Linked DNA regions of Mus musculus: regions 2, 3, 4, 5, 6 and 7 are each linked to region 1. A link is a contact called in public HiCAR-type, HiChIP or PLAC-seq and promoter capture Hi-C data. All regions are on one chromosome and are shown on one strand. Each heading gives the region's core, a stretch centred on a gene start, on an enhancer-like site or on the middle of the called end of the contact. The rest is flanking DNA. Distances are from core to core; before and after follow the strand shown.

Region 1 (3,024 bases), core at 290-2,789:
CCTGGCTTCCCTTTAATTGTGCCAGGCAAGCAGACATTTCAGACTTCATTTCTCCCCACTATCACATGGAAAGAAAGCAACTTGTAAAACGGACCTAGAAAGGAGTTTCAGTAACTGTCTTGCCCTTTTTCTTTTTCACCCCAAATCACATTTTCTTTTCTTTTTTTCTTCTTCCCGAATCCCTTCCTGTTCCACCAGACACCTAGCCATTGCCCCGGGTTCAGCCACGAGACTCAGGGCTGGCAGTTGGGATTTGCTGGGCAGGCCATGTTATTGTTAGTTCTTGTGCAACCAGGTGGCAGGGTGGGTCCAGAGTGGGAGAGCTAGTGGGATGGAGTACCCCATAGGAAGGAAGAGAATAGGCCTCTGGTCTTTAAGAACTGCCAAGTATATCCCGGAGTGAGAAGATCCAAATAGGAAAAGAAAAAGAGGGAGCGATTAAGAAATTCGCTGAGTGCCTACTATGCTCTATATATTTTCCACTCATTTCTTTCATCACACCCAAACACCTAAAAGGAGGGGGCCTTCTTGTTTCCCTTTGAGAAAGTCAAACATTGTAAAGGAGGTTGAGTCACTGTCTCCGGATCACACTGCACGTACATGGGAGAGAGCTATGGACTCCTTGTTTCTTTTTCTGAGTTCCTAAAGACATGCCTCCAGACTGCAGAGCTTTGGAGAAATCCAGGAGCTACACGCCTGGCAGTATAGTCCCTAGCTCACTTGAAGAGAGGATATGCTGGCCGGCCCGCTACCCTTGGGAGTCATTGCTCTGGTGGCACTTGCGCCTGGTCCCCGGGAGGGCTGCGCTGCTAAACGCAGCGCAGAGAGTAGCGCCCCAGACCGAAGCCCAGATGGGCGGGAAGCAGCCGAAGGCTCTTGAAACAGTACTCCTGGTCTGTCTTCTCTGCCCCTCCTCAACCCCAGGTTCCAGAGGCCAAGGGGGAGAATGGAGACTTCCTCAAGCATCCTTTGGCAGCGCTTTTTTAGGACAGAGACTCCAGGAAAGGTTTAATTTTTCTTCCTGAAGAAACACAGGAAACTGTTCGCAGCCTAGAAAACTCCAAACCCCGCGCTCTCCCTTCTCCCTCCCTTGCGCCTCCTCCTCCAGCCTCGCCCACCAGCTCCCACCACCTCCTCTCTCCGCTCCTCTCCTCCTCTAGCCTTTCCCCTCCCTTTGGGTCTCCCGCCTTCCCGGAGCACGCGCTGCCAAGGCCTGGGGCGGCGGGCGGCCAATGGCACGGCGGCAGGACGTGATGTCAGGCGCGGCTGTAGAAAAGGCGCGGAGGCTTGCGCTGGCGCGGACTGCAGAGCCGAGGCTGAGCTCGGCGCGCGCTTGGGTAGCGTTGCGCGCGGCTGGGCCCGCGGCCGTCGGCTCCTCCTCCCACTCTGCTCCTCCTCCTTTTTCCTCCTCCTCCACCTCCTCCGCCGCCGCCTCCTCCTCCTCTTCCTCCTCCTCCTCTTCAATTCTCCCAGTGGCTCGGCTCAGCTCGCAGGCTTCGCGGAGACCCCCTACTCCAGTTCGCCTTTGGTTGGGAACACACCCCGGGGGGAAGAGACGTGCAGGCATCTGGGCCGCCGCGGGCACCTAGCTGTTCCTGGGTGAACCCCGACTGCAGCCACCGCCGCCTGGGGCAGAGTTTGCGCCCCTGATTTGCGCCCTGGGCGCCAGAACCCAGCTAGCGATGCCTGCGGCGTGAAAGCGCCCACAGCGGGCGCCGACCTCTGCCCTGGTCTCCCGCCCCCACCTCACCCCCTGCCCTTGTGACCCTGGCTTCGGCGCCGCCGTCCAGGCGCCCCGCGATGTAGCTGCCCCCACGCCTCGGCGGGAGGCGTCCTGGCCCGCAGGCGCCCGCGGCCCGGAGCCCAGCCTGGGGGCGCAGCCGAGCTCGGGCGGGGCCGGGGCCGCGGTGGCGATGCACTGGGCCGGTTAACGCCGGGAGCGCCAGGCAGCTGAGGCGGGGGGCAAGCCCTTCCTCGGGGCAGCCGCATCCCCGGTCCCGCCGCGATGCTGTTCCACAGTCTGTCGGGCCCCGAGGTGCACGGGGTCATCGACGAGATGGACCGCAGGGCCAAGAGCGAGGCTCCGGCCATCAGCTCCGCCATCGACCGCGGCGACACGGAGACGGTAGGCGCGCGGCTGTGGAGTTGGGGCTGAGAGCTGGGACCTGGCGGGGCCAGCCAGCGCCTCTGTTCCCCGAACTTTAGGTAGAGTCCTCCGAGACGCACGGGACCAAGGCTGGGGAATCCTCGGACAGGGTGCAAGGCCCGGGGCACCAGACTCAGGGGAAACTCAGCTGCTAGAGAGGAGGAGGGAGTCAAGGTTGAAACCCAGATCTGGACTGCGAGGGTGGAGGAGAACGTTGTTCTAGAAGTGGAAGGGGAGTGGAAGTGGAGGCCACTCTCTTCTCTCCGCTCCCGGAGGCGCTCCGGTCCACAGACCTGACTCTCCACTACTTTGCTCCTGGTGCTGGCGCCGACGCCTCGGGAAAAGGGAGAACCGGTGGAAGCCCTAGCTGGTTTGAATCGCTTTCAGTCTTCTGGCAGTCTGGGATTCTCTCCTTAGCTCAGTTTCAGGGCCCTGCGACATCTGGGCCAGCACTTTCCGTTGATCGTGACCCGTGTTCCTAACTGGCTAGATTTGGCCAGGCAATGGTTCGGAGTTCAGTCACCGGCCTGGCTTCTGCGGAAGGAGACTCCATTAGGTTCTCTGTACCTGGCTCTGCTGTCCCGGCCCCAAATAGCCTCCCCCGGGGCCAGACTAGCAGACGCTGCCTAAGCAGCGGCTGCAGTGACCTTTAGAGACCGAGGAGGTGGGAAGCCTGGCCCGAGTTTCTCCCTTCTAGAGCCACAGCTCCGTGACCTCCGGGTTTCCCCTAAGCCTTTCTTTCCGGATAAACCTCCGCTGCTCAGTTTTATTAGGAAAAAAATTTCACATGGGCCTGCCTTGCACCCTCCTGGAAGGTCGCCCTGTATCCCACTTAACCTACTCGCAAGACCCAAGCGGGAACCAGAAGTTGCTGGACT
Region 2 (3,024 bases), core at 211-2,710, 480 kb before region 1:
GCCCAGACAAGGCTTTCTTGTGGATTTCTGGAGAACCATGTGACTGCCAATAATCTTCCAATGCAGGTACCTTCTCTGTACACTATGGCCATCACCTAGTTTAGAGTCCAGTGTCTTTGGTGCTGAGCTTAGATGACCTGAAGCCTCAGCCTCAGCCTCAGAAGGGCTCAGTGCAGCCCAGAACTCCAGGAGAGAAGCTAGAGAGCCTCTCTAAGTCTGTTTCCTTAGGCGTACAAGGGAGAGACCCTTCACTTCATATTGAAGGTCTTAAATCACATCTCTGTCAAGGATGTTGACAGAAATTACCTATAGGAACATGCAAAGGGCCAGTAATGTCCTTCCCGGTTCTTTTTAGATATCATTTGAGGTTCATATCACATCTGAGGTGGCAATGCCAGAACCCTCCCTTCAACAAATACCTATGGTCAAGGTGATCCTGTCCAGACAAAGTAGGGAGAGGCTGCCAAGGGAGGGGTGATGTGAAAGCAGAGCACCCACGAAGGGCAGGGGTGGGTTAAGTGGAGTGGGATGAAAGGCTGTGAGCAGAGAGCAGGCTGGGTTGGGCAGGAAGCAGATAGGAGCTGCTGTCTGGGGTATACAAGCACATCATATATAGGATGAGAAAGGAAGATGCTCCTTCCTCATTGGGCACATTTTCCTGAGAGCTAATGATTCAAGAAATGGTGGGTGCTGGCTCTGCAGAAGACACAAAAATTCACTTCTCAGCACATTCTGACTATTCTTTCCCAAGCATTTCCCATCCAGCAATGAAAGAGTCCTACGGAGGCTTTGCAGCACATTTCTGAAGGGGCTTGGCTCACCCACAACAGCTGCCATGTCACCCCCATTTACTGGCTCCTAGTGCCTGTAGAACCAAGTAAAGTTCAGAGGTGGAGAGAAGCCTGATACCCCACCTCAGCTTCTCATTCTCCAAATACCTTGGTTCCAGTAACCAGTTCTCCAGAAGGTTCCATTGACCTCTGCTTTTTCACGTGCCACATCTTCTCCTGGGGAATTTTTCATGTCTTATAAAACCTAACTCAAAAATCTAGCAGACTTGGGATGGGACACTTGTCATGGTCTTTGCTGAACCTTCTGTAGGTCTTGAGCACCCAAGCTTTCCACTGCAAGAGCATTTGGGGCTAGTCATTGCCTTGCCTAGTCACCTGTCAGTTCCCACTCCAGAGGTGTCTTTCTCAGGGGCAGAGGTGTCTGGAGTATCACTAGCTTCCTGCATAGGATAACAGGGATGCTGGAAGAGAAGGCAAACAGAGTACACAGCCAGCCAGAGGATGCAAGGAAGGCTAGGAAAGGAGGGAGGCAGGGAAAAGAAAAGGTAGTGTATGCAGGGAGGGGTGAGAGGCAGAGGAGGCAGGGAACCCCGGCTAATTAGACCACATGTGCAGAGCAGCATCTGGCTCCAAGTACAGCAGTTTCCAGCACTCCTGGAGTTGTCGTGGAGACGACCACATGACCCGCCCGGAGCTGAGGCTCTGGGGCAGCAATCCAGATGCACTCCTAACATATTCTGACAGAGAGCAGATGGACAGCTATTTGCTGGGCCAAAAAATGCCAGCTTCTCTCCCCTCCAGACCCTGTATGCCCTCGATGATAATTTTCATTGTGTAAAGTCACTTTTTAAAATTTACCTCAATTTTTCTATTGTATGTATGTATGTATGTATGTATGTATGTATGTATGTATATGTGTGGGTGTTTTTTTCTTGCATGGATGTCTGTACCCACAGAGTCTAGAAGTGGATGTCAGATTTTCTGGACCTGGAGTTATAGACAGTAGTGAGCCACCATGTAGATGCTGGAAATAGAACCAGAGTCTTCTGAAGAGCAGCCAGTGCTCTTATCTGATGAGCCATTTCTCTAGTCCCAGTGTAAACTCACTCTGAATGACCCCCATCCACTGGTTCTCTCACAGATCAGTGTGGGCACCACTACTTGTGTACCCACCTCAACAGCCTGGTCCTGTGGCATAAGTGAGGAGATGTTACCACTTTTAACAAAGGGGCTCTTCAAAGTTTGGAGCTGAGATGAAAGGATGGACCATGTAGAGACTGCCATATCCAGGGATCCACCTCATAATCAGCATCCAAACGCTGACACCATTGCATACACTAGCAAGATTTTATTGAAAGGACCCAGATGTAGCTGTCTCTTGTGAGACTATGCCGGGGCCTAGCAAACACAGAAGTGGATGCTCACAGTCAGCTAATGGATGGATCATAGGGCTCCCAATGGAGGAGCTAGAGAAAGTAGCCAAGGAGCTAAAGGGATCTGCAACCCTATAGGTGGAACAACATTATGAACTAACCAGTACCCCGGAGCTCTTGACTCTAGCTGCATATATATCAAAAGATGGCCTAGTCGGCCATCACTGGAAAGAGAGGCCCATTGGACTTGCAAACTTTATATGCCCCAGTACAGGGGAATACCAGGGCCAAAAAGGGGGAGTGGGTGGGCAGGGGAGTGGGGGTGGGTGGATATGGGGGACTTTTGGTATAGCATTGGAAATGTAAATGAGCTAAATACCTAATAAAAAATGGAAAAAGAAAAAAAAAGAAAAAGAAAAAAAAAAACAAAAACAAACAAACAAACAAAAAAAACCAAAGGGGCTCTTAAAGCCAGGCTCCCTGTTGCAAAGTGTATAAATCTCCCAACTCTGTGGTCTTACCTAGCAGAATAGGCAATCCTTTGTTATGTCAGCCTCCAGTGGCTGAGCTCCTATTCTATCTGCACTGGTCTTGGACATGCTGCCAGCCACTCTAAATTCAGGTTAATGCTCTGTAAAGTGGGTTTTGTAACATCTATCTTCACAGATTTGTTTTAAAGGAGTCAATGCAATAATAATGGAAGAACCCTGAAATTATAAATTCCTGAATAAATGTTAAGCTATTTTTATAATAGTTTCTTTTCACTTGGACAAAATTTTTTTAAAATTTAAAGATTCTTTTTGAAATATAACATCAACTCTTTCTCTTCTTTTTTTTCCTTTTTCCTTTTTTAAAAATGA
Region 3 (3,024 bases), core at 199-2,698, 440 kb before region 1:
ATGATTCTCCTGCCCTAATGTAGGTCAAGCCTTCCCTATCCCCTGGAATGGCTAAAAGAGATATAGGCCCTACTGCCTACATGCCACCCTGAGCTTTGGGGGAAGCACACTGTAGGTTCAAATTAACTTTACAAATACCCCAGGAATAGGAAGAAAAGCTTACACTGGCTACCACGCTTCCTGGAACACTGACAGGCAAGTTTTCAAATGCATATGGAATATTCACTTTCAAGTAAACTCATGGAAGGCAGCCTTGTGGTAAAAGGGCTTTAGTGTCTAACTTGGCTCTGATACCCACACTATAATCATTATGAGCTAGAATAAAAATCTACTTTAAAAAAAAAAAGATCAAGAGAGGGCCACATTGACACTTTGGTGCTTAAAATTTTCCTTCAATAGGGTTCCTTGGCTCTTGTGGGGACTGAGGCAGGGAAATCACAGTTTGAAGTCAACCTGACTATAGTACTGAGATTTTTTTTTTTAAGATTTATTTATTTATTATATGTAAGTACACTGTAGTTGTCTTCAGACACACCAGAAGAGGGAGTCAGATTTCGTTATGGATGGTTGTGAGCCACCATGTGGTTGCTGAGATTTGAACTCAGGACCTTCGGAAGAGCAGTCGGGTGCTTTTACCTGTTGAGCCATCTCACCAGCCCCCCAGTATTGAGATCTTATCTCAAACAAAAACAAAAGAAATAAACAGAAACAGGCCACCTAAGCCTGATCTCTTTACTGGGAGACAGTGTGTCAGTAGAAAGGGCACAGGCTTAGGATCAATCAGGTTAGTGCCTAGTTAAGTCATACATGCCCAGGCTACAAAGGTTCACAATAAATATCTGTGCTTCTGTTTCCTCACTAGTCATGGTTCTGAAATACTGGCTCCCTTATCTTCACCCCATGAACAATGTCCTGGTGAACTAAGTGATCCATGGGAAATACCCAGCTCACTGCCTGACACGCTAGAAGGTACCGAAACCACCAGCGTCCCCTCCCCCAAGCTGGTTCTCCCCAGTCCTGCTGAGGGTAAAGCCAGAAGTTCTTACTACACAATTCACAGGGTCCTCATGGCAGGAGGCCACAGGAATGGTACAGCTGGATTTAAAAAGATGACTAAATTATCCAACAATGGCAAATACATATAATAAACCTATCCCATGAGTGTTTTATTTGGTTTCAAGGCCCTGCTGAGCCCACATCCTGCTATCCCCTTAAACCTGGGGTCTGCAAGGCTTCTCACACAGGGAAAATTGGTGGTGCCCTCTCTCCCACTCAGACTTGCTTCTTGTGCCCTCTGCCCAAGGATGGCAATGTCACAAGGGCAAGGGAGCTGCACAATGCCCAGAGATTTATGAAAATACGCATGAGAAAGAGGGAGTGCTGTGTGGAGCGTGTCATGTGGGCAGGCCTGGTGCATGGGAGCAATTAGAGCCAGTTTGCAACAACTCAGTGCTGCTCTATTCAATTGCTTAAAGAATTGCCATGGCAACAGCAGCCACACATAGTAAAGTGGCAGCAAGATGGAGCAAACACTTGAAAAAGACTCTCTCGTTAACCCTCCTCCCTTCCCCAAAACGAATAAAGGGCCATTTTGCTTCTCTGAAATGGCCTTCCAATCAATGTCCACACTTTATACCAAAGTGGGTGACCAATGCCCATCCTCATTTTTGCCTTCTTGCTTTTATTTTATTTTAGGTATTAACGATGATAGCAGCCTTTTAATGAGCTCCTACTATGTCCTGGGCCCTGGGCTGGTGAAAATATCATTTAATGATTCCACCAGCTGGCATTACTGTGTGTAACTGTATCTGCACTGGGGACAATCAAAGTCCTGGATACCATCCCTGAAGGCTAGAGAGATGGAGTCACAGCACAGTTGCTTGAGAGGGTCAGCTTTAGTTGAGCCTTAAACCAGCATCTCACAAGCCCAGTTGTGTGCTAGGGACACAGATGACTAGGAAGTTCTTCCCCTCAGAAAGATCATCCAGTGGAGGAAACAGGCAAGATGTCCATGAGGAGGATACCACCTCCCATCAGCTGATGGGTAATCTGTTAGCTCTGTAGCCATACAAGTGATAGCACAAGGAACTGAGTGCTTAGACTGAGTTCCAGCAACATGCCCTGTGCTTTGTGGAGCATTTTACAATCCTGTCAAGAGCACCTCTCAAGACCATAGAAGGCAGTGCTTATTCATGGGTGGACTAAGATGTGGAATCAAACCTCACACAACTGTGACTTGCCTGAATCCAAGTCACCCTGATAACACACTTGTAGTGTTTACTCTGTTGTAGCTTCTGGCAGAAGGGTTGCAGTTTAGGTACATAGCTTATTCCTGGAACAGGACATTTGAAGCCAAGAGGCCCTTTGTGATCATAAAATTAGCCACAAAAAGGGCCAGTGAAAACCTGAGTGGCTGTTGCCGAAGCGCTCTGAGCAAAGGGCTCTCTGTTCCCCTTGTCCCCTCAGTGTGTGAGACAGGTTCAGGGGCCATTCTGGTGTGCTCCACATAACTGACATCATAGTGAATAGTGACTGGTCTCTCAGGCTAGAAGTCTGAGCTCTTCTGAGGTGACCACAGTTAAGTCATGAGACTCCATGAATGAGGAAACTCTTCATTCAGTCAGCTCTTTGTTCTTGAAGAAGCAGCAAGATAAAGGTGGGGACTAGAAGATGCAGTGAGGGAAAAGGAGAATGAAGGATCCACAGGCATTATGTGGGTGGAGTCACGCAACCATAATGGGCTGCCTTGGCACTGACTGACTGGTGTCTGTCTGAAGAAGGCTGCTCATGTCAACCTTGTCATGGGGCCTCTGACATAGCTACACATAGTAGGCATTCAAAAATGGTATTTGGATAAATAGACAAACCCCTCAAAAATATGCTTGAAACACAAAGAAAGGAGTCCAAATCTGTTTCAGTTTTGCCTGTGGGCTTGATGGCCTGGCTTGCTGTGGGGATAAAGTCAGTATGCACCTAGACATAAAGGTTGAAGGTCCACAGCGAATACAAACAAGCAAAGGCACT
Region 4 (3,024 bases), core at 139-2,638, 380 kb before region 1:
GACAGGCTTTTTAAAAACAGTTGAATCCCGTGTCATCTGTAATATAGGTACATAGATACTTGCTACATATGATCATAAGTGCATTTTTAAAAGAACAAATATGTATTTTGTGTCTGTGTAGTCAGTCATGACCAGAGTAATTTTGGACATCTACTCTGCACAGGCTCCCAGTGGCAGCACCAAAGAGCCCAACATGGGATAACTGGGGGTGGGAAAGGTGTGCAGGATGGAACTTAGTTTTTCTTTTTTATCTTGTTTACTATTATTGTTGTTGTATGTATGTATGCTATGGATCAGCATTTCGAGGGCAACCCTGGAGGGTCAGCTCTTTCCTTCTGCCATGTGGACTCCGGGATTAAACTCAGAATCTCAGGCTTGCACAGTAACTGCTTTTATCTACCAAGTCGTCTCTCGGGTTCCTGCATACTATGCTTTGTTTGTTTGTTTGTTATTTCCAGACAGGGTTTCTCTATGTAGGCTTGGCTATCCAGGAATTCACTATGTAGACAAGGCTAGCTTCGACCTCAGAGATCCAGCTGCCTCTGTCTCTGGAGTGTTGGCATTAAAGGCGTGTACTACCACCACCCAGAAACACACTGTTTTGATAGAACTCATATCCTCATTACCATGGCCACCATGGCTCACTCAGTTCATCCCTTTGGGAAAGGGTAAATGACTTGCCTCCTGCTCAGCTAAGATGCCCTCTCAAGCAAGTCTTTTCAATAGTGGGTTGCATTTGTTTGTTTGTTTCTTTGTTTTTAATTTTGAAGGTAGAGGATATAGTTAAAATGAAACCCAACCCAAATGACATCTCAATAGTTTGTTATCAAAAATTTATACTGAGTGACTACTTCTGGGTTTTATGTAGTCATTTCTCCTGCTAATTGGATGCCTGGGATTACAGAACTTGAAGGTCACAGAAAATCTTGAGGGACTGGCAAGTGACAGAAGCTCCTATGCATTCTGTATCCATCACCTCTGTCTGATGTCTGCAGCAACACAATGATAGCCACTCGTTGTGCACTTGTGTGGCCCAACCGTTTGTGTATATCATCTTAATCTCGGATACCCTTATATGACAAAGAGGGATCCTCAGGGTCTGAGAGTAAAAACACATAGCTCAGGAGCATGGGATTCAGCTTACACCGACACCACTCCCTACTTACTCTGACACAACTGTTTCTTCTGACAAATATAATAGACCTCAAGAGCTTTTGCTGGAGTATCAAACCCATTTGATAGATGAGAAAACCAAGGCTAAAGAGATGAAATAGTATGTCTGTGTTGTTAGAAGCACATGGTTGCAGTGTTCTTTGTACTACTCAGCACATATAAAATGTAGCCAAATGCATGCGCATATATATGAGCACATAACAAAGAACAGCTTGGGGATCCGGTGGCCTCCTAGGAGGAAAGCAAAGAAATAAGAGGAAAGAGGCAAGTATAGATGGGAAGAGGAGAGGCAAATGGGAACCTAAGCTCTTGATTCTCCTGAAATCTTGGGTACGAATAGAGGAAATGTGACATGTTTCTTCCCTTTCTCTGACCCAGAGGTCACCAAGCTGCCAAGCAGTTGATAAACGTGGTAGCTTTGTTTTGGAGCCAGGAGTCACTGATGGACTCCTTCCTGCCCCACAAAATTAAAATCGAAGTCCACAGCTCAGAGAGCCTTAAGAACCCACTGGAATTTCCCAGCATGCTTTAAATAGAAACAGAAGCTTGGCAGGGGAGGGAAGTGGGACAAACACTCCCAGGTCAGGGCCACCCCACCTCACATGGTAGTAAGCACTGATGCTCATTAACCCAGCTTGAGACCTCATCCCAGACCAGCAGAGGGCCTGCTCTCCAGTGGGGCCTCTTCTGAGTGGCCACTCACATTGGTTAGTCATTCACAAGAGCTGTTGGGCTAAAAGAACTCAGGGACAATTATACCATGATCTCTGAACTTCAGGGGCTGTTGGCCTCCTTTGTGATGGGCCCTAGGAAAATCTGACACAGAGTAGACCTTGCCTCAGTAGAGTACCCACAGGTACCTGGAGCTTGTTTGGGTGGCCAGAAAGCCCCAAGGTTGGTGTTTCAGCTTTTCACCTGCCACCTCTAGACAAGGCACACAGCTCTGGCTCCCCTCTTTGTGGGCTGGGAAACAAGACTGGGGGGAATCACTGACAAATGCACAGGTTCTCTCCAGAGACAGCCAGTTCAATATTGGTAGGCCCTCCCCCCTTTAAGCTGAGTTCTGCCATTTCTCCTTAAGCCACAATCTTCCAAGTCTATCCCAAAACAGCCTCTATACAGTGGAGTAGAGAGTGAAACTTCATACCCTTTACTCCATCATTGCTGGAAACTTTCATGTAAGAGTCAAGAAATTGACATTCTTTATTCCCTTTTTCTGTTGGTGGGACCGGGGAGAGAGTATTTAGTGAGACAGCCTGGCTCCTCCCTGCTTTTCTAGGAACTCTTCCTGACTCTAGCTCCTATAACAAGTTATGGTTTCCAACTCCTTAGTCAAGTACAAGGGACAACAGGTTCAGTGATACTTCCCATGGTGTTCTTCATGTGCTTGATTACTAGCCCCTTAAAATTATGGTTTTAACCTACCCTTTTCCATACAGACCTGCACCTAGAAAATGGCTTTATATTATAATCTAATTTAAAGTCTTCCCATATCCTTGTGCAGTAGACATTGGGGTCTCAATTCATAAACAACAAACTAAAGTTCTAAAATAAGTGACTGAGCTTGGGAATGTCCCACATAGAGCCTGGGCCATTTATTATAAGATGACACAGCTGGTGCTGAGCAAACACTGAGGACAGTAGCTGCGTCATACCTACCTCTTCTGGCCACCACAGATAGGTTGCTAAATAGGTAAGTGGGCCCTAAATTAAGATTAGTATAATAACTGCTTTTGCATGTTAAAATATTTCATACAGAGTAGCAACATGACTCAAATCCTTGCCTTTCACTGTGTGACTTTGGACAAGTGACATAACCCCTCTGTGTGTAAACTTTATCACCTGGAAAAC
Region 5 (3,024 bases), core at 227-2,726, 340 kb before region 1:
AAAGGCATCCCAGTGTCAGGTTCTAGTTACCACATACACTTTCAGGTGAGTACAACTGTACATACACAGACACACTGCTCCCCACCCCTACCACAGAAAAAAATATATTTATTCTGCAAATTGCCCCTATTGCTCAAGTAATATAATTTTAGGTATGTTTTAACGAAGTGGCTAAAAATCCCTATCTTGCTTCTAGATCTATTTTCACCAATGCATCCTGAGTCACATGGTGGGTTGCTCTAGCCTCCACAGCACTATGAGAAGCTGGATTATGCCTAGAGATGCCCTTCTCTAGACTGGCCAAGGCCACAACCAAAACTCACAAAGAGAAGATCTCTCAAAGAACTAAGTGCTAGTCTGTCTTCACGACTGCTTTCTAAACAAACATGTACAATCTCAGTTATACAGTTCTAAGTGGAGATGAACCAGTGGTACATAACCAACAATACCAACAAATTAATATTGTTCCTGAGGGGAAGAACAGTATGCTCCATGAACCCAAATCTGGTTGCATATCAATCAATAGGGAAATCTGGAAAAACAAAATAAAACATCCTGGGTTCTTCACTAGACCTTTTGAACTGAAGTGTTTGGAGATGCTGTCTGTGAACCTGCTTTTTAAGCATGGATCCTGGGTGTTTCTAACAGTATTTGGAATTGCTTATAATCTGAATGCTCTGTCTAGTCCAAAGCAGGTGTTCAGTGTTTGTTCCAACTACAGAAGTGGCAACAGAGGAGGATAAAAATCAGTGTGGCAACTGGGGTGGGCTGAGGTTGTATTAAAGAATCACACACTCTACTGCTAACACACTATTGTATTATAGTCTCCTCGACATCACAAGGCTCTTCTTGCTCCAGTTACAGTTCAAGGTAAACAGAAGAAAACCAACTTACACATAATTAAATGAATACAGTTCAAAAAGCAGTGAATTATATTTATGTTTTAAAAACCGACATAAATAAAACATAGCAATCTTTTCTCCTGCTTCCTATCAGTGGAGGTTTCTTTCATTTACTTTGAATGGTTTTTCATATTCTCTGAGCCACGATAAAATTTTATGTAATGGAGATTAGAGAGGCTATGCTACTCGTGAGTTTGGCTGCTGAGCCTGTATTTCATGCCACTTCATTACATTTTGTTAAGGATTTCCCTCTTCACCAAAAGGATTAGCTTGCTTCTCACTTCTTTGAATACTCTTCTTAGGTTGTCAGTGTGACTAGGTTAATCTCAACCCCACCCCCTCTCTCAACATATAAAAGATGAACAAACAAAATGTTCGATTTATTTTATTTTTTAAATAGAACACTAAATTTAGTCTTAGACTTCACTGTTTGGGAAGTTTCCAGTTACAAGGTCTTGGCTTCCCTTGAGCACAGTTTGAAACAAAATAATGCAGTTTGTTCCTACGGCTGGAACATGCAGAGTGGAGTGTGCAGGCAAAGAGGCCCTGGCTCAAGTCCAGTGTTTCAAACCTCCTTAAACTGCCACTCTCTTCTTTGCTTCAAGGGCTACAGATAAGCAAACAGGATTAGTTTGTTCTCGTGCAGAACCAGGAAAGCTTTGCACATGCTGGTAAGATGCCTGGCCACCGCCTGGGCTGACACAGCCATGTTAAGGTGGAGTTCCTCCAAAAAGAAGTGAAAATTAAAGCAAATCTGAAAATGTGTCTCAGCTACAAACTGTCCTTTCTCAGGTCACCAGAGCAGATGGTGTGCACAGACAATGGACTGCTGTCTGTATGAGTGAGTATGATGGGGCAGGCAAGGTTGGGAAAGGATCCAGGACTTCTCGTGAACACTGAAACATCTACAAAGGCCAAGCTGGGGGTGTGGCGACAAGACACAATTATCACCTACCACTTGTCCAGGGCATCAGTACACAGACCCTACCCAAGTCCTACATTCTCTGGGGAAAATGTGTGTTTGTCTAGCTGAGAAGAAACGGAAAAAATAGCTTTGTGTTAGTTTTTTTCTTTTCTCTAAATGAGGTATACTAGAAAAATTTTAATTGTAAACTATAATTACATTAATGCATACTAATGTAATTATATATGGGATCTATTCATAATTACATGTGGAAACTCAACTGCATAATTGATTTGCCATCGAATAGTGCTTTCTTCACCCATCCCCTGGATAGTCTAAATAAATCCCTTAGTGAAGTAAATATGACTTTACATCAATTAGCTGGAGAGTCTGGGGTTTCGAAAGTTCTTCTAGCACCCCTAACTTATAATGGGGGCAGTTACAGTCAAGAAACAGAAAGCTGGAAGAAGTACAGCCCATGGCCCCTGAAGCCATTGTGCTGGCTCAGAGTCCTACCCCCACACTCTGATCAAGGTAGCTGGGGAGACTGGGCAGACATGAAGTCTAACAAAGCACTGACAATGGTAGAGGAAGGGGCATTGGCCAAGAGAGGGAGGTGTGCATCCCTTGTGCCAAGATTTGAGCTGGGCACATGGTGGTAGTGTGTGTGTGTGTGTGGGGGGGGGGGCTGTTGCTTATGAAATCTGAAGTGAAGAGCTTAGCTGTGTGCATGTGAAGGCAACAGCAAGCACGCACTCAGATCTATGGTCATTGGAATCAAGCCAAGAATTTTTCTGGGTGCACAAGTGTCATGAGGTACTCATGACAAGTGGAGAGTTACCAAGGAAGCAGTATGAGGTAGCCAGAGGGTCTTGTTCCCAAAAGAAGTGGTTTTTAATTTTATCTCTTCAGCTCATCTTATACAAGGCATTTCAACTTTTTGGTTGTTAGTATTTTTATGTACAAAAGGGTAATGAAACCAAGTTGCTCCTGGGGTTGTTACAAAAACTAATGGGAATATGATAATCACAGATGCCATAGACATACACACATGCAAATATACCTGTGGACATATGAGTATGCACAAGAATGTATGTTACATAGCACTTCATACACTGAATATATGGCTCAGAAAGGTTAATGTAAAAGTATCTTAAGAAAGGCCAAGGGTTTGCTTTACGAAATACTGAGTGTGTGGGTCTACATGAAGGTGATGTA
Region 6 (3,024 bases), core at 337-2,836, 310 kb before region 1:
AAAAAAAAGAATCAAAGAAGGGTAAGTCTAAATTCTCAATGTGATATTTTGTGAGTTTCTGAACACAAGAAAGTAGCCAGTTCTATAGTTTGCTGTTCAATAAGGCAGAGGACTCTTAGCAACCAAATAACACTACAATCACTCATTAAGTGACAGGATATCCCAACCAATCCTGCTACTCCATTTTAGCATCTAAGGTCACATCAATCTATACTGTAATCAAAATCTGCTCAGGACAGTTCCAGCCAAAGGCTACTCATGCCACATGAAAGGGCTACAGATGGTTGCCAATGGAGAATAAGCTCCTCACTTGCAGTGCGATTGTCATGAAGCCTGGGAGAGGTTGAAGACTTGACTTCAAAGACTTGCAATGAGACATCTCCATGTTTGTAACAAGCTCATATCTCCAAGTTAAATGAAAACTGGCTGAACTAATGCCACCTCCTTGGCTGCAGTTAAAGGCTCAGAAGATAATGGTAAGTGGCACTGGAAGGAGCCTTGTGCTGGCCAATTAAAGATGGATTGTGAAAGGCCAGGAAAGGTCATGGGCAGAAAGGTTCAGCTCAGCCATGGCCTAAGTTCCAATCTGGACCTCCCCCCCAACCCCTTATACTCCTGGGTAATGGAAGAATAAGTAGGTTTCTTGAAAAGTGAGTCGTATCTTCGTTCTAAAATAAAAGGTCCTGGAGACAAGCTGTGCCAATGATGGTAATAATGAGCTGCTAGTCTGACACTTAAAAGATATTTATTGAACACCTGCTTATGGAAAATTTTATATTAAATACTTTATAAACATCATTTCTAGTTGCCACAATAAAATTTGAAGATAGATATTATCTCCATATTACAAATGGACATGATTAATGTTCAGAGAGGCAGATAGTCTAAGATCAGTGAACATGTGGAGGATCTACGCTGGAGCCAGTCATGCCATACCCAGGCCCTATCCACTGTATCCACAGACTCTTTATGTCTCTGCATTTATACACAATAACCTGAGAAAACACTTCTACATGAAGCACTTAGCTTACCAAAAAGTGGTACTTTACTTACTTACTATTTTATTGATTTTGACACAGTGTTTCACTATGTAGCTTCAGCTAGTCTAGAAATTGCTACATAGCCCAGACTGGGCTTTGGGCTTGCACTGATTCTTCCCTACTTCTGCTTCCAGAATACACTACCACACCAGGATTAACAACTGGATTTTTATTTTACAATTATTATAATTCAAACTGTTAATTTGCATTTCTACTTTACTCAATCACCTAACATTAGACACACAGAAACATTCTATTGTGGAAAGTGGTTAAAGATTCAAAGCCCAGGCTGTATCTTTATAAGGCATTTCACAAATATGTTAGGATTTCTATTCCAAATGAAATACCAGACCTTCAAATCAGAAATGCATTTTGGGAAGAAGAATGTCTAGTGGAGAGGGGGGACATCCGCCTTTACAGATGCAGTGGATTGTAAAGAGTGAGCCAGCATAACTCCAAACCAACCAGTCCCCAGGCTGTCCTTTGAGATTCTGTCTTGCTCCATTGCCCATGAAATGCTGGGGATCAGGGGAGGTCAGAAACATTCCTAGAATCCACTGGAATGAAACAGCTGCACACCCAATAGTTCCTCCTGCCCGAGCTGGCTTGTCCTTGAGGCCTGACAGCATGCTGCCAGTGCAGACATTTGGGGAAGGAGTGGCCCTTCCTCCCAGGCAGCTGGTGACCTAGCCTGGCTACTCCACAGCTACCTGTCGGATGCTATTACAGGCTGAAGCAGTGACATCAAGTGTTTCAGAAAAAAGACTTGAGACAAAGGCAGGGTTGCTCTGCTTCAGTGATGACTGGGTCTAAAGCTCACTTGCTCATCTTTTCAGGCAGCCTCTACTTCCCTAAGAGCAAATCCTCCATAAGTAAATTCCTTCCCTCCTTCCCTGTGTCCATTCCTTTTCCCTATTACCTTAGCATTGTAAAGGCTAGTTCATCATTTGTAAATTGCATGACTTTACATACATGCCCTTTCCTCTCTAAACCTTTCCTCTATGACATGAGAATGTTAATACCTACATTGGGAACGATTTTGAACATCACAGGTATACATTAGTATAAATTAGAAACTTAAAATAGATTTGTTATTGTTATTGTTATTATTACTGGCAATACTATGGCTTTTAATACCATTCTGGTAAAACCCATTACTTTTCCTTATGAAGTCAGACACCTTCCTGATCCCTGAAACCAGTACTGTAACTGCTTCTTGAGAAGCTGGAGGAGAAAACTCTCTAATCTGCCAGGGCTCTGTGATAGGAAGACGGGTCTGCATGACAATAGGTGCCTGGCCAAATGGTGTCCACCACAGAATTCTGATTAAGGCAATGGCAGCTTCCAACTAAGAGATAAAGAATTTAGTAAATGAATTATGGAAAAGATTCTACACACCTCTTTTGATGTCCTATTTGGCAGATAAGGAAGCTGAGCCCATACAGTTAAAGGTCTTGATTTAAGTCACTTCAATCACTAGCAAAATAGACAACTGGAACAGAAATTTCCCATCAGGTGGCATACTAAACTGTGGGGCTGTGAAAGGCAGCCTATTTTGGTTGAATGAGGCTTGCTCTGGCAACCCAGTAGAAAACTCAAGGAATGGAACATCGAGCCACATTCCCAGAGACAGGTGCTTGATACCACAGAGCCCCCAACTCCATAATTCTGCGACTATAAGTCACACAGACAATGTCCCAAGCTTCTGGCATTCTGGCTAGATTTCACCCCCACAGTTACCTGACTATAGCCAGGTATGCTCCTCCCCAGTTACCTGACAGCAACAAGCCCATTACAAAAGGAGCTGCTTGGCTTTACCTTTCTTACTCTCATCTCTAGACCTCCTTTTTTCTCTCCCTTCCTCCCTCTCTCCACGTGGCCATGGCCGACCTCTCTTTCTACCTTCTGTCTTTTCCCCTGCCTTTCTACAATGAAGCTCTAAAACCACAGACTGTCTCTGCTCATCAAGGCCTGCTATGCTTGA
Region 7 (3,024 bases), core at 175-2,674, 290 kb after region 1:
CAAGGCGCAACGATTCAGTAAATTCCTTTTAAATCACAGAGCTAAACTGGAAAGAAAAAATGTGGAATGAAGACCCACAATCTTTCCAACAAAATATTTCCAACAAAATAGGTCAGCAAGTACAATACACTAGTCGGGCAAGCCTGGAAAACTGAATTCCATTGTAAGAAGCCACATGAAGCTCAGAATGGACTCCACCAAGTTGTTCTCTGACCTCTACACTTGTCCCATAGCATATGTACAAGCACATACACAGAGAAAATTTAGGAAACAGTCACCTCTATTAGTTTTTGAAATGTGACTCTCTTCACCCCACTAACAACATTAATCGCTAGCCTTTATTATCTTTACAGTTTATTTCAGGATTTATCTCCATTTGATGGATAGAGATTTAACTCTGTAAAAAAAAAAAAAAAAGGCTGAGGGCAGAGTGGCTCTCCCAACGTTGTGGAGGCAGAAGCAGGTAAATTTCTAGTTTAAAGCAGCCTGATCTACAACAATCGGGGCTATATAATGAGACCCTGTCTCAAAGGGGGGGGGGGGGGGGGGGACTAAACTGCCCAAGTAGTTCACTAGAAACAGTATGGAAGCATTAAACATCTAAACAAACCAATTAATCCCAAATTCTGTGCTTTCCCATTGTAGCATCCTGCTTCCTAGAGTACCTTAGGAAAAGCCAAATTGCCCTCATGTGTAAAACTTCAAAATGAGTAAATACAAACTATTTAACATGTAAAACCTCTTGATCAAGGCATTCCCTAATAAAAGCCGATTCTCATGATGCACTCTGACAGTTCTAGCTGGAAGCTTGAGTCCAAGTGGTCTAACTACGGTTAATAGGTCAGTTACCGCTACGGTCGGCCTGTCTAGGCTTACCTTATACACCACCCCCGCGATGGTAGTGCCAGTTTTCCGAGCTTTCGGGAGCTTGAACCCCTTTTTTGCGAAATCCGCTTCCAAGACAGCATTCCTAAGGGAAGGCACAGAAATCAAGTGTTAGAGGACAAGACCACTGGCGAGAAGAGTGGGTGCTTAGGAAGGAACTCAATTTTCTTCCACCCCAGTGTGATCACTGGATTCTCCCATTATTAGCACCATCGGCGAGGAATTACAGATCGGGGCGGTGACCCAATCCCTCCAAAGCCACAGGAAAGTCCAAATCCTTACACACTGGCAAGGGGAGAGGGCCGCGCCGGCCTCAGAAGCAGCCCGCGCTGGGGCCCGATTCCCTGAGTCACACGGCCGCGGGCACCATCCCCACGCTCGCCTCACGCCCCCGACCCCGGCCGCAGCCCAGTTCCGATCCGGCGTACAGAGTTCCCACTCGGGTCCCGATCGCGCCCCCGGGCATGAACACACCTGCGACAATTATCAAAAGAAAAGCCTCCGACCGGTGGCTGAAACACCGACACAGCCGCCATCTTGCCAAGAAAGTGTTTCCGGGCCGAGGGCGGAGCGACAAAAAAAGAACTTAGCACTTCCGGCGCCGCGAGAGACCGGGACGAGAGGGCGGGGCAAACTTCGAACTGGCGCTCTTGGACATAGAGTTCTTGAGTTCTCACTTCCTAGAGAGGCTTGGGTCTTTGAAGTAGTTTTGCCTCAAGTCCTGGGAAGGGGAAACTGACGATCAGCCGAAGGGATGGAATTTGTTAAATCAGATAATAAAATTCCCCCAATAACCAAATCTCCTGACGCTCAGACCAGATCTGTTTCTGCGGTTAAACTAGAATCCGGCGTGTATCAGGGACATCCACACACCCCAGGTCCAGGCAAAGCCGCTGAGCAAATCCCTTTCAACTCCCTTATTTCCTACTGTTAGTGTGTAACGGAGCTTTCACCTTCCTCAGAAAGGCAAACAGACACATGGAAAGACGTTTCGTGCCCTGAGTCACGAGGACAAGGCAACCCCAAGCCCCCAGTGAGACACTGCTTTGGACCCACTACAATGACTGGAGTTGGACAGAGAAAAACTCTCTGTGACAGGTGGGAATATAAAACGGTCATCTGCTCCGGAAAACGAACTGGATCTTAAACCAAAATTATCACTGTCATACCTACCCAGAAGAACTGGAAAGCTAAGTTCACAGATGCTTCTAGGCAAATGAGCATAGCAACCAGGTACCTAACAGGCAAATCGGGAAACAACACAAATGCCCATTGACGGATGAATGAGTAAACAAAATGTGGAATATCAGCACAGTGAAACAGTATTAGGCCGTAAAAGGGAAGGGAATGTGATACCTACTAAATCAGGGGTGACCCTGGAAAACAATTTGCTAAATATAAAGAGACTAGGCATGGAGAAGAAGAACCACATTGTATAATTACATTCACATGTGATATACTATACATTCATGTGGTAATCATGTTCACATGCCTGTGGGTACATGTGGGTGTATGGTTAATGTTGGGAGTCCTCCACCACTCTCCACTTTACTCTTTCAGTCATCTTCCCTCTGGGCCATCTCCCCAGCCTTAGAGAGTTCCATTTGTATGAAGTATCTCAAAATAGGCAAATCTGCAGAAGCATAAAGTGAATCAGTAGTTGTTAAGGCTGAAGGAGAGGCACTGGATTGTTTATGGGCACAGAATTCATAATGTTACCCAGCACTATGAGTGCAGTGTTATGTAATTTTAAGAAAATCTTCTACTGATGGAAATGTGAGGCTTGCTGCGGAAGTCAGGAAAATATTTTTAAACTTATTTAGGCAATAAGTGACACCCTCCATGACTGTGAAATGAATTCATTTACAAATATTTATTAAGCACCTACTATGTCCTATTATGATTGTAGCTGAAGACAGACGGATGGATAGATAAATGAATGAATGAATGAATAACATCCTAAGGATCTAGAACCAGTGTCTCAACCATATTTTTAGTAAATGTTCACTAAAAATTAAGTTCCATCTGATTGCATCTCTGGGTCTTTTGAAATAAAGAAAATAAGTTCTAATTTTGAAGCCCTGTGCTAAGAATAGGCTCGGAGAGTGGGTCCTAGCCCAGCTTAGCTTGAGTGCTTGC

The links. HiCAR-type assays count read pairs that join an accessible place to other places. HiChIP or PLAC-seq counts read pairs in DNA pulled down with a chosen protein or histone mark. Capture Hi-C pulls out chosen DNA fragments and counts their contacts.
Region 2: a contact with region 1 is called in an H3K4me3 HiChIP or PLAC-seq map of embryonic limb bud, with 4 times the contacts expected there. The contact joins the enhancer-like site here to the promoter of Lhx2 in region 1. A contact is called at or near these places in 8 of 39 promoter capture datasets (the HPC-7 cell line, HPC-7-derived erythroid cells, cranial neural crest and 5 more), 11 of 115 datasets of contacts at active chromatin or transcription factors (craniofacial prominence, embryonic basal ganglia, embryonic brain and 8 more) and 2 of 9 other capture datasets (adipose tissue and pancreatic islet).
Region 3: an H3K4me3 HiChIP or PLAC-seq map of embryonic forebrain shows a contact between it and region 1, with 6 times the contacts expected there. The contact joins the enhancer-like site here to the promoter of Lhx2 in region 1. A contact is called at or near these places in 7 of 39 promoter capture datasets (the C10 cell line, the HPC-7 cell line, cranial neural crest and 4 more), 1 of 484 Hi-C or Micro-C datasets (bone marrow-derived macrophages), 16 of 115 datasets of contacts at active chromatin or transcription factors (bone marrow-derived macrophages, craniofacial prominence, embryonic basal ganglia and 12 more) and 3 of 9 other capture datasets (adipose tissue, liver and macrophages).
Region 4: an H3K4me3 HiChIP or PLAC-seq map of embryonic forebrain shows a contact between it and region 1, with 8 times the contacts expected there. The contact joins the enhancer-like site here to the promoter of Lhx2 in region 1. A contact is called at or near these places in 9 of 39 promoter capture datasets (the 3T3-L1 cell line, the C10 cell line, the HPC-7 cell line and 6 more), 4 of 484 Hi-C or Micro-C datasets (adipose-derived mesenchymal stem cells, bone marrow-derived macrophages and cortical neurons), 22 of 115 datasets of contacts at active chromatin or transcription factors (the 230-238 cell line, astrocytes, craniofacial prominence and 16 more) and 2 of 9 other capture datasets (embryonic stem cells and pancreatic islet).
Region 5: a contact with region 1 is called in an H3K4me3 HiChIP or PLAC-seq map of embryonic forebrain, with 5 times the contacts expected there. The contact joins the enhancer-like site here to the promoter of Lhx2 in region 1. A contact is called at or near these places in 7 of 39 promoter capture datasets (the 3T3-L1 cell line, the C10 cell line, the HPC-7 cell line and 4 more), 4 of 484 Hi-C or Micro-C datasets (bone marrow-derived macrophages, cerebral cortex and cortical neurons), 15 of 115 datasets of contacts at active chromatin or transcription factors (astrocytes, bone marrow-derived macrophages, craniofacial prominence and 12 more) and 2 of 9 other capture datasets (adipose tissue and liver).
Region 6: a contact with region 1 is called in a HiCAR-type map of kidney, with 2.1 times the contacts expected there. The contact joins the enhancer-like site here to the promoter of Lhx2 in region 1. A contact is called at or near these places in 7 of 39 promoter capture datasets (the 3T3-L1 cell line, the C10 cell line, cranial neural crest and 3 more), 1 of 15 datasets of contacts at CTCF or cohesin (the NIH/3T3 cell line), 1 of 484 Hi-C or Micro-C datasets (nephron progenitors), 13 of 115 datasets of contacts at active chromatin or transcription factors (bone marrow-derived macrophages, embryonic basal ganglia, embryonic forebrain and 9 more) and 2 of 9 other capture datasets (embryonic stem cells and liver).
Region 7: a contact with region 1 is called in a promoter capture Hi-C map of liver. The contact joins the promoter of Psmb7 here to the promoter of Lhx2 in region 1. A contact is called at or near these places in 6 of 39 promoter capture datasets (the 3T3-L1 cell line, embryonic stem cells, frontonasal cranial neural crest and 3 more), 1 of 484 Hi-C or Micro-C datasets (embryonic stem cells), 10 of 115 datasets of contacts at active chromatin or transcription factors (embryonic basal ganglia, embryonic forebrain, embryonic hindbrain and 5 more) and 2 of 9 other capture datasets (adipose tissue and liver).

What each region holds. Positions count from the first base shown.
Region 1 is chr2:38,349,769-38,352,792 of GRCm38.p6, forward strand. It overlaps Lhx2 (LIM homeobox protein 2), which reads left to right and starts at 1,540. Exons shown (of 5, transcript NM_010710.4): 1 at 1,540-2,125. The coding sequence starts at 2,006. Gm27197 (a long non-coding RNA gene) reads right to left here and starts at 972. Exons shown (of 2, transcript XR_374289.3): 1 at 1-972.
Region 2 is chr2:37,868,376-37,871,399 of GRCm38.p6, forward strand. The region is part of intron 13 of Dennd1a (DENN/MADD domain containing 1A); the gene reads right to left. Among named protein-coding and RNA genes, the nearest start is that of Crb2, 94 kb to the left of the region's middle. Within about 2 kb of position 1,461, at least 17 of the 459 cell types and tissues checked have an H3K27ac peak or open chromatin away from gene starts, as enhancers often do. A contact at or near this core is called in craniofacial prominence, embryonic limb bud and pancreatic islet, where this site is marked.
Region 3 is chr2:37,907,478-37,910,501 of GRCm38.p6, forward strand. The region is part of intron 13 of Dennd1a (DENN/MADD domain containing 1A); the gene reads right to left. Among named protein-coding and RNA genes, the nearest start is that of Crb2, 130 kb to the left of the region's middle. Within about 2 kb of position 1,449, at least 47 of the 459 cell types and tissues checked have an H3K27ac peak or open chromatin away from gene starts, as enhancers often do. A contact at or near this core is called in embryonic basal ganglia, embryonic forebrain, embryonic limb bud and 1 more, where this site is marked.
Region 4 is chr2:37,968,558-37,971,581 of GRCm38.p6, forward strand. All of the region lies in intron 11 of Dennd1a (DENN/MADD domain containing 1A), which reads right to left. Among named protein-coding and RNA genes, the nearest start is that of Crb2, 190 kb to the left of the region's middle. Within about 2 kb of position 1,389, at least 18 of the 459 cell types and tissues checked have an H3K27ac peak or open chromatin away from gene starts, as enhancers often do. A contact at or near this core is called in cortical neurons, embryonic basal ganglia, embryonic brain and 3 more, where this site is marked.
Region 5 is chr2:38,012,470-38,015,493 of GRCm38.p6, forward strand. All of the region lies in intron 9 of Dennd1a (DENN/MADD domain containing 1A), which reads right to left. Among named protein-coding and RNA genes, the nearest start is that of Crb2, 240 kb to the left of the region's middle. Within about 2 kb of position 1,477, at least 59 of the 459 cell types and tissues checked have an H3K27ac peak or open chromatin away from gene starts, as enhancers often do. A contact at or near this core is called in adipose tissue, cerebral cortex, cortical neurons and 8 more, where this site is marked.
Region 6 is chr2:38,039,440-38,042,463 of GRCm38.p6, forward strand. All of the region lies in intron 7 of Dennd1a (DENN/MADD domain containing 1A), which reads right to left. Among named protein-coding and RNA genes, the nearest start is that of Dennd1a, 250 kb to the right of the region's middle. Within about 2 kb of position 1,587, at least 16 of the 459 cell types and tissues checked have an H3K27ac peak or open chromatin away from gene starts, as enhancers often do. A contact at or near this core is called in kidney, where this site is marked.
Region 7 is chr2:38,642,482-38,645,505 of GRCm38.p6, forward strand. It overlaps Psmb7 (proteasome (prosome, macropain) subunit, beta type 7), which reads right to left and starts at 1,425. Exons shown (of 8, transcript NM_011187.1): 1 at 1,360-1,425; 2 at 877-970. The coding sequence starts at 1,421.